Regions from separate parts of the Mus musculus genome. Here regions 2 and 3 are each linked to region 1. Evidence: chromatin contacts called from public Micro-C and promoter capture Hi-C data. All regions are on one chromosome and are shown on one strand. The core of a region is the stretch at or near the end of the contact, and the rest is flanking DNA. Distances in the headings are between cores, read along the strand shown.

Region 1 (2,836 bases), core at 280-2,779:
CCCCAGCAAGTATGTTATTTAGCTTAAAATAATCTTGTGGTCACTAGCTTGAGCTTGGAGGCCAGAGAACATCTCCCTCAAAGGACTGGCTTTTCTCAGGCCTCCACATCCCTGACTGTGTGTGTGGATTGTCAGAGCAAGGAAGACCACCCGAGGAAGCAGGGCTAGCCTGGAGGGAGGGAGCAGGCAGGAGGAGGGCCTTTCTGGTAAACGGTGTGACCCATTACCAGGAGGTGGCTTCCCTGCCCCATCCTTCAAGGATAAAAACCCCAAGCTGTAGCTTCATTTCTTCAAAATGACCTGGCGTGATCCAGGAACAGCTCCCGGTAAGGCAAGTGGGAAGACCCACCATCACGAAGGAGAACCCCGGAAACTGCGGAGGGGAGGTGCTTGCCCAAACACAACACACTTTAAGGGCCCTTTCCCACACCATCTCCGCCTCCACCAGCTCAACTGCCCAGGTTCGGGATAGATTCCTGAGGGGCTTATCTCATAACTGGGGCATGGGTAAAGCACCCTGATTGGACAGAAAGCCTGGGCTCCTCTACCCCAGCTCTTATCATCCTCACCAGGTGCCCTGAGCAGAGAGAGCCCTCTCTCTCGTTAACCTCATGAGGCCTGAGATAGGGCCAGGCAGTTTTTAAAGCCTGTGCCAACCTATCCCACTCGCATGGCAAACACCCATAAGGGCTGGCCTGGCTGATGGAGCTGCTGACCTGAATGTCTGGCCCCAGTTGCCCTTCAGTGTCAGAGGCTATTGGTATAAAAGGGAGGAGCATCTGCGGGCTCAGCTACACTTCTCACCAGGATTAGGGCTAAACAACATTCTTCCTCAGTATGTCTCGGTTTTCCCGTTTGTAAAATGAGAACGAGCCCTCCCCTCACTCCTTTCTCAGTGCTGCTCAGAGGATGTGGCAAAATCAGAAGCCTGGCACTGGGTGGGCCTTAGAAAGCAAGTTCCCCTGTATCCCTGACTGCAGAGGGGAAAGGCAGCAGGAGTAATGAGATGCTGTTTAAAGCATCACCAAGCCGGGCCCGCAGAGGCACGAAGGGGTCTCAGAGACACATGGGAGGGCTGCATCTGGTGGCTGGATGGTGTCACCTCCCTCAATTCTAGACACCACAGAGAACCTCACTGATCTTGCAACTAACTTACTGACTCTTGCCCCACAAGAGATCATCCGGACAGGGAGTCCCGCGGGTGCTGGGACCTTCCTTTTGTAAACCCGAGACTCCCTCACTTTTGTCCCAGTCCCTACAACACTTAAGAAACTTTCGCTGCGCGCGGGGATTCCGGACCCTGGTGTGAGGGGCTCAGAGTAACGCCTGTAAGTCCCTAGCAGTGCGTATGCTGGAGGTCAAGGGACCTCGAAATATCCCGCCCGCGTCCCCTTGGCCACTCAGGGCCATTCCCCCGGCGAATCCTGTCCGACACTCTGTGTCAGGACTGGAAGGGAAGCTACGTAGAGCGGCAGGGACAGAGGCACAGCGGCAGAGGTCACTTACTGTGTCCAGGACAGGACGCCTTAGTCCCGACCCTGGAGGGGCCCTCCTAAAATAGTCGCAGGCTCCGCCCAGACTCTGCCTGCTCCACCAACCGCAACCGCGGAAAATCCGCTGGCGGACGCCTCGGCCCGGCGAGTCCAGTGTTGGGGGCGGGGCCGGGCCGGTAGAGAGAGGGGCGGGGTCACTTTGCTGTTCCCAATAGCCTGGAAAGAGTGGTCTTGATGTGCGTGCACAGGGAGCCACGAGTTCCGCTTAGCGGAGAGCTGTTGTCGCACCACGGTCTCTGATTGGCTACCTAGCAGGGGCGCACGCACAAAGCCTCTGTCCCGCGTCACACAGTCAGCACCTACTTAGGTCTGGGGAGTGCCCTCTTCCATCTCAACGCCTCTGCCAAGTGTTGTTACCGCTCTGAGCACCCCTGTGTCCTTGAAAGTCTGGAAGGAAAGCTTCCCGGAGGAGGTGTCCTAAGGCAGCTGGGCACACGACTGGTAGTGGGACCTCTCAAAACCTCTCATCACCAAGCCTTGAGTGATGGGGCCCATCTTCATCATTATCCTGAGGTTACACAGAAATGACAGACAGCCCTCACCTGAGCCTCCTTCTCCAGGGCTCCCAGTGACAAGATTTTCCAGGATGGGGCTGGGGGTGATCCTCAGCACTCCCTTCTGCGGGCCTTTTCTCGGGGGTCTTTTCTCGGGGGTCTTCCCACCTTGGGGAAGGTGGGGTTGTAGGCTAGTGTAGAAAGGGGAATTTCTGCCCTCTGGAAGATGGGCTCACTCAGGAATTTCCCTGCTAGACACCAGCTTCTTTTTTGCCTCTACTTGGAGCTCGGCTCCTCCCCATCTTTTGTTTGGGCCCTCTCTTCTTTCCCTGCCTGTCTAAGCACAGAGCTTTGAGGAAAGAGGGAAGGGCAGCTGAGTGGGTGGGTTATGTTAAGGGGTTGTCCCTGGAAACCCAGAACTTCCTCTTCCTCCTGGGGAGCAGTGGCCAAGTGCCAGGTTTAAGAAGACTCTCCTCCATCCTATACCATGGTAGGTTGTAGGAGGCAAGAACAGAAGGCTGCCGGGCGGGAGTGGTGCACACATTCAATCTCAGCACTTGGGAGGCAGAGCAGACAGATCTCTGAGTTTGAGGCCATCCTGGTCTACAGAGCAAGTTCCAGGTAGCCAGGGCTACGCAATGAGAGCCTGTCTCAAAACTCAAACCGCACGCTTCCTCTTCTCCCTGAGGTCCTAATGGGTGATATTTCTATTGAGCCTCCAGGGTCCAAGCTGGGTGTTGCCTCTGCTCCACAAGGGAAGACAAAGACCCTAGGACTGTACCCACAATC
Region 2 (3,006 bases), core at 302-2,801, 470 kb before region 1:
AAACCACTCAATCCTGTTCCCAGAAAGGGTGTGTCACTGACCATTCATGGTCCACATGTATTCAGTCTTAAAACCCTAGGGACATTTTTACACCAAACCTGCTTGCTAACGATAACGTAACTACAGAATTCACAGGGCAGCTGGCACGTGTCACAAACTGCTCGAAGTATTCATACATCACACCTGAGAGAGAGGTACTATTATCCTACCACATCCTATGACAGATATGAGCTCGCTGAAGATCACACAGCGAGGGTGTGTCAGCAGTGGTGTGGAACCAAGTCTGTTCAACTGGAAAGTCCACGCTCTCAATCACTAACCCCCATGGCCTCTTAAGCTCAGGTGTGGCTGCCCATAAGGGGGCTGGTGTAACTCTGGCCTCCTCCCTCTCTCTGCCCCGACTTAGCAGCAGCCTCCCGCCACTCAGAGAACCAGACAGGCTATAAACTGCCCCTGATCAACATCTGCTGCCCTCTCCAGGGGTTGGGTACTTCCCAAGGTGATCTACCCTTTCTGTGTTTGGGGTCATCCAGCTGTCTTCATGTTTCTGGAATCTCATGGAAGTTTAAGCCCGGTGCAGCTCATCAGCCGTTGTGTCTCATCTGTCAGAGTTCAGGCAAATGGCACAATGTGGAGTACTCAGAAAGGGTGCCTGCCCACCCGGCAGCCTCTGCTGAGGGTCTGCTCTGGGGCCTGCTCTACCCTCTGTCACTCAGGCTCCCTAGTTGGAGGGAAAAATGACACAGGAGACAGCATTCTAAGGACAGACCTGGACCCTGAAGGTACAGATTGGACTCTGCCCTGGGACGTTCCAGCTGGATCTCCAAGGATACTGACACAGGTGGGGATGGGTCCTTCGGTCTTGGGATGGATCGTGTGAAGGGCTGAGGCTGAGAGCCTGTATGTCCTGTCCAGGAAGGCTTCAATGGCTCAGCCCGCGGTGGAAGCGGGGGCAGAGTCCCAGGTCTCTGGGGCCCGGGACACTGAGCGGTATGCAATCGGCTGATGCAGACACATCGGGGACACCCTGTGCCCGCCTGATAGGATCCGGCCTGTAGCCTCGCATAGCGCTGGACACCTAGGGTATATGTTACGGTCAGAGTTGGTCTGTGGCCAGCTCGCCACTGGCCTCTCGGACCTGAGAGGTTCGAGTCTCCACCGGTCGCGACTGTGGGCCGGACCCAGCCGCCCTTTCCTCTCTGTCCTTTGCTTCCTATTCGTCCGAGGTGACCCTGAGCCGAAGTCTCGCAGACACAAGGTTCGGAGGTCCCTGGGCGCCCCAACGCCCCCTTTGCTGGTATGCAGGAGGAGGGGCGGGGTCGGCGTCCGCAGCGCGCCCCTCCCCCGCCGCCGAGAGCGCAGACGCGCACGAGCGCGCTCTCACCTGGCCGCGGCGGAGAAGCCCCGCCCTCTTATCCCGCCTACCCCCACCGGACCAATCATAGGTGGCGTAGGCGGGTGGGGGAGCGACGCGTGGGGCGGGGCCTCCGCAGCCTGCGGGGTGAGCCGAGTGGGTGGCGGAAGGCGGCCGGCTTCGGCAGAGGCGGTGGCGGCGGCTGAGGGACGGCGACGCGGCACGCGGGGCGGCGCGACAGGACGAGCGAGGGCTGCGCGGCTCTCCGCAGCTGCCGCCTCGCCGCAGCCGGGCCGCAGGGCGCCGCAGCGGGTGCGAGGCCTGTGAGGCGGCCGGAGCGGCGTCCTGTCAGGCGGCGCGGGCGCGGCGGACGGCGCCGCGATGATGCCGGTGGGTGCGGGCGGCGGCGCCTCGTTCCCCGGCCCCCGCGCGAGGCGGGCCCGGCAGGGAGGAAGCGGCGGGCGGGCGTGCAGGGCGAGCGAGCGCAGGGGCAGGTGGGGGCGGCGGCTGTCAGCGGGCGGGCGAGAGAGCGAGCGTGGGCGGGGTCGCCGACAGGGCGAGCGGCCTCCGCAGGGCTGCGGGCTGCGCGGGGCTGCGGCGTGTACGGCCCCTCCCGGCCAGCGACCGGTGCCTCGATTTCCTCGGCGAGGGCACCCGGGTGCGGTGTTCGCACGCTCGGAATATGTGTTTCCCCTGCACTGGGAGGAACGCATGCCGTGCGTGGATTCAGAGAGCCATCTTAGGAATCCCCTTGCCGAGGCTTCTCCGTGGGTACATTTGCTCCACCTGGCGTGATGTCCCTATGTCCTTAAGGTTGAGCCGGTTGTGTGTCACTCGAGCCTTTGTCCTGCTCTTAAGGATGCTTTTGGCCAGGAAGACCTTCGTTTTGGGGGTTGCCACCTTCTTTGCCTTTTCCTTTACCTGCGTGCGGTACAAGCAGCAGTGGATGCTGAATTCTCTCCTTTTTTAAATAGGCTTTTTGTGAAGTGTATACGTCGTAATTAATGGGAAAAAACGTGACATAGATTGTACCCAGTTGGGCGTGTTGTTTTTAGAGTGTCTATTGAGTAAAAAAATCTCAGACTAATAAAATAACACACAATCTATTTTTTTTTTTTTGTTCGCTTGTTTTAGAAGTGCTGGGGGTCAAACCTGGGCTTTGCAGGACTAGGCCAGTGTTTCTATCACTGAGTTTATATATCCCAGATCCACAGAAAAAAAAAATTGAAGCCTACGTGGAAAGATCACGTTTCAGAGGGGAAATATGTCTCTGCATTTTTACTTGAATACTGTCGTTCTGCTATGCTGCACCCAAGCTCATTAGTTTACAAACCACCACCCCTTCAAATAATTTCCTGTTTCTTGATAATCTCTTCTCCCTCCTTTTGAACTGATTCCAACCCCTGGTGTTGGTGGAGTTTTAAGATTTAACCTACTTGATCCTTAAATCCTTTGGTGTTAGGCTTGTTGAATGCTAAGCATGTTTTTAAACGATTGCCTTGTAATGGAAAGAGCACTAAGTGGGCGTCAGAAGAGCTGGGGTCAAATAATTGTTCTGGTACCTCTTCATATTGTGTCCTTGACAGAGTTGAGACTGAATTCCCTCTAAAATAGGGATAAGAACATATCAGTATTTGAAGTACCATCATGAA
Region 3 (2,742 bases), core at 70-2,569, 500 kb before region 1:
TCCTTGGGAAGCCAGGTTCCCAGATGAGAACCAGAGTTGAGCAAACAAGTTCCAGGGGATATGAGGGAGGGGGACCTGGTGAAAGCCTGGCAGTGTCCGCGGGCACCTTTCCGTGGAGTTCTCAGACATGTCGCTATTGCACCCTGCTCTGTGCCTGCATGCTCCTCTGTGTTCAGAGAAGTGAGGAGGAAGAGGAGGATGCCCTCTGGGCTGAAGAGGAGTAGCTAGGGGTGCCACTTAGTGGAGCTTGGTATGAGGGCTGCCCCGAGGCCTGACCTGCTTCCATGGCTGGGGCATATCAAGGACAGCACGGGAAGCGGGCTTAGCCTTTACTTCTGGCAGGGGCAGCCTCCTACAGCCTCGCAGTGGGTGAGGACCCCATCCAAGGACGGTATGCAGGGACTGAGTGCCCCCTCAGTCTCTCCCTCAAGGCCCACGTGCAAGCCATCAGGAGTCTTCCCCCCAGGGTTCATTCAGCTTTGGGATACATCAGGTCTCCAGAGCGACCTGGAAGAGTGCCTGGCCCTCACTCCCACCCCTACATCCCACACAGGAAGCATCTGGGGAAACAAGATAAGCAGCATGCCGGGTGGTCACAGCAGCTGGGGGTGGGGTGGGGGGAGGGCAGGCCGGCTGGGTCAGCAGCTCTCTTGTCCAGCTCTTACCCAGACCTACCCTACAGTTCACACCGAGCGAGGCTCCCCAGAAGTGTGTCGTGGATGGTCTTCAGGTGGGGAAGGACTGGGGTTCATGGCATTTCTCTCTACCAGGGTCTTAGTTGAGCTGTGATTTTAGTAAATTATGATTGGGCAAGTCATCCCATCATGAGGTGGCACCAACAACAACATCGCCCACACACACTGGTGCCTAAAGGACTTTATCACTCGGCCACATCACCTCTATAACCAAAAAAATAACAAGGCACTTCAAAACCAATAAAGTGACAGTCCCCAAGCCCAGCGGGCTGCAGATGATATCTTATCAGGGCAGAGTTGAACTCCCATTCGGGTCAGGGTCCAGAGGCTCCAGGCTACCAGCCTCACAAGGGTTGTGACCTTGGTGACCAGTCTCATGGGCCTCCAGGGAGGCTACCTGGTGACTCAGCCTCTTCCTACAGCCCTGTAAATAGCCAGAGTCCATCCACACGGAGGCTGTGTGAAACTGCCTCCACCAGGAAGGGAAGTTTTAACTGGCCCAGAACCCCACAAAGCCCCAAAGCAGACACCACCAACTGCTCAGTGAGGCCTTTCCTGAGGGCGGTCCCAGGCACGGCCCCGCCCCCTAGCCGCCCAGGCCCCGCCTGCCAGCTCTGAACCACACACTGTGTCCTACTAGACTAGACAAGGCCCTCACTCAGCTATTCCCAGCCAGCCACGGTGCTCAGGGTAGACCGCAGCACGCATGGTGGACAGAGGGACAGAGGATGAACGGAGAAGCACAGGGCTGGCTGCTGGGGACCTGGCAGATGCTTCCTATCCCTGCTGGCTGGTGACATCACCGCTGTGACGTCACACTCTGGCTTCCTGGGCTTTGGGAGTGCTGGTTCTGGTGATAACCACTTCCTGCTCCCGGCCAGGGTGACTCAGGACTTCCTTCTGCTCCCGGAGTCATCACTGAGCCTGGCTCTCCTGTATCCTCATCTAGGTAGGGCTGGGGGAGGAGGGACTCGTGGGTCCCTGAAAGCGGGATGAGCATGGCCAGGGCCAGTCTGTGGCATCTGTTGCTGTCTCCTAGGGAGACCTTCTTTCTGCAGAGTGGGGCCTCCACAGTCTGCACAGCTCGGCTCCCCATTCTCTCGTGAAGGTAGGCCAGGAACTGGGTTTCCTAATGAGTGACCAGGAAAACGGAACTTTCAAGGGGCGTGTCTGTTTAATGAGGAATCAGCCTGAATGGAAGCCAACCCAGTGCCTTTCCAGGTAGGCAGGCCAAGGCCAGAGGAAGGAAAGCTGGGTCTCTGTTGGAGCAGGAGGGCAATATGGCTTAGGCTTGGGGAGAGAACACAGGTGCCACCGTAGCCACAGTGTCCATGAGCCCCATCCCCCACCATGCTGGCCAAAAAGAAACAATTGATGAACAGAAGGGAGGAAAGATGCCTCCAGCAAAATCAGGCAGGAGGAGACCAGAGCTGTCATTGCGCTCTCTGTCCCCAGCAGGCCGAGCTCGCACTGTCATGGGGTGGAGGAGGCTCAAGCCGCCCTAATTAGAATATCAGTTAGACCCTGCTTTTCCTGACCTGCTGCTTCGAAAGCTAATTCTTTGTGCTTCCACAAGGCAGGCCCTACAGGGACAGAGGGGCTTAGGAGGCACAGCCAGAGGGCTCAGGCTCTCAAAACCCAGGTCTGCCTTGCAGGGCCAGTTTTGGGCCTTTAGTCTGGGATGGACAGACGGCTGGCCATCCTCATGAATCGCCATGGTGCCCAGTCTGGACGGTCCATGCGGCCCAGAGCAGAGGGAAGGGGGCTCAGCAGTGATGAAGATGGCTACAGGAATGTGCAGGCCCAGCCTCCTGTGGTGGGGAGTCCAGAGCTGCTCAGACTGACTGGAATTCCTGTTGCTCATGCACGCTTCTGGCTTCTTTTTCGGTTCTAGGTACAAGCTGTTGTCATGAAGCCTGGAGTTTTTCCGAGATGCCAGAGGCAGCAGCGCAGTGCTCTTGTTTCTCATCTAAACCTGTCCCTTTCTCAGAACAGAGCCCGCGTGTGTGATTCCTTCGTGGTCCCAGAGCGGGTCATCTTGCTTGCA

What was found. Promoter capture Hi-C pulls out the DNA fragments that hold promoters and counts their contacts. A called contact is a pair of places that touch in the nucleus more often than the background predicts.
Region 2: a promoter capture Hi-C map of liver shows a contact between it and region 1, with 3 times the contacts expected there. The contact joins the promoter of Ppp1r13b here to the promoter of Tnfaip2 in region 1. A contact is called at or near these places in 2 of 39 promoter capture datasets (both in liver).
Region 3: a contact with region 1 is called in a Micro-C map of the G1E-ER4 cell line. The contact joins the promoter of 5033406O09Rik here to the promoter of Tnfaip2 in region 1. A contact is called at or near these places in 2 of 484 Hi-C or Micro-C datasets (the G1E-ER4 cell line and the HL-1 cell line) and 1 of 115 datasets of contacts at active chromatin or transcription factors (pancreatic cancer cells).

Annotation. Positions count from the first base shown.
Region 1 is chr12:111,441,354-111,444,189 of GRCm38.p6, reverse strand. Tnfaip2 (tumor necrosis factor, alpha-induced protein 2) reads right to left here and starts at 1,529. Exons shown (of 12, transcript NM_009396.2): 1 at 1,507-1,529.
Region 2 is chr12:111,906,600-111,909,605 of GRCm38.p6, reverse strand. Ppp1r13b (protein phosphatase 1, regulatory subunit 13B) reads left to right here and starts at 1,551. Exons shown (of 17, transcript NM_011625.1): 1 at 1,551-1,744. The coding sequence starts at 1,736.
Region 3 is chr12:111,943,059-111,945,800 of GRCm38.p6, reverse strand. It overlaps 5033406O09Rik (RIKEN cDNA 5033406O09 gene), which reads left to right and starts at 1,319. Exons shown (of 3, transcript NR_029464.2): 1 at 1,319-1,644; 2 at 1,735-1,916; 3 at 2,590-2,742.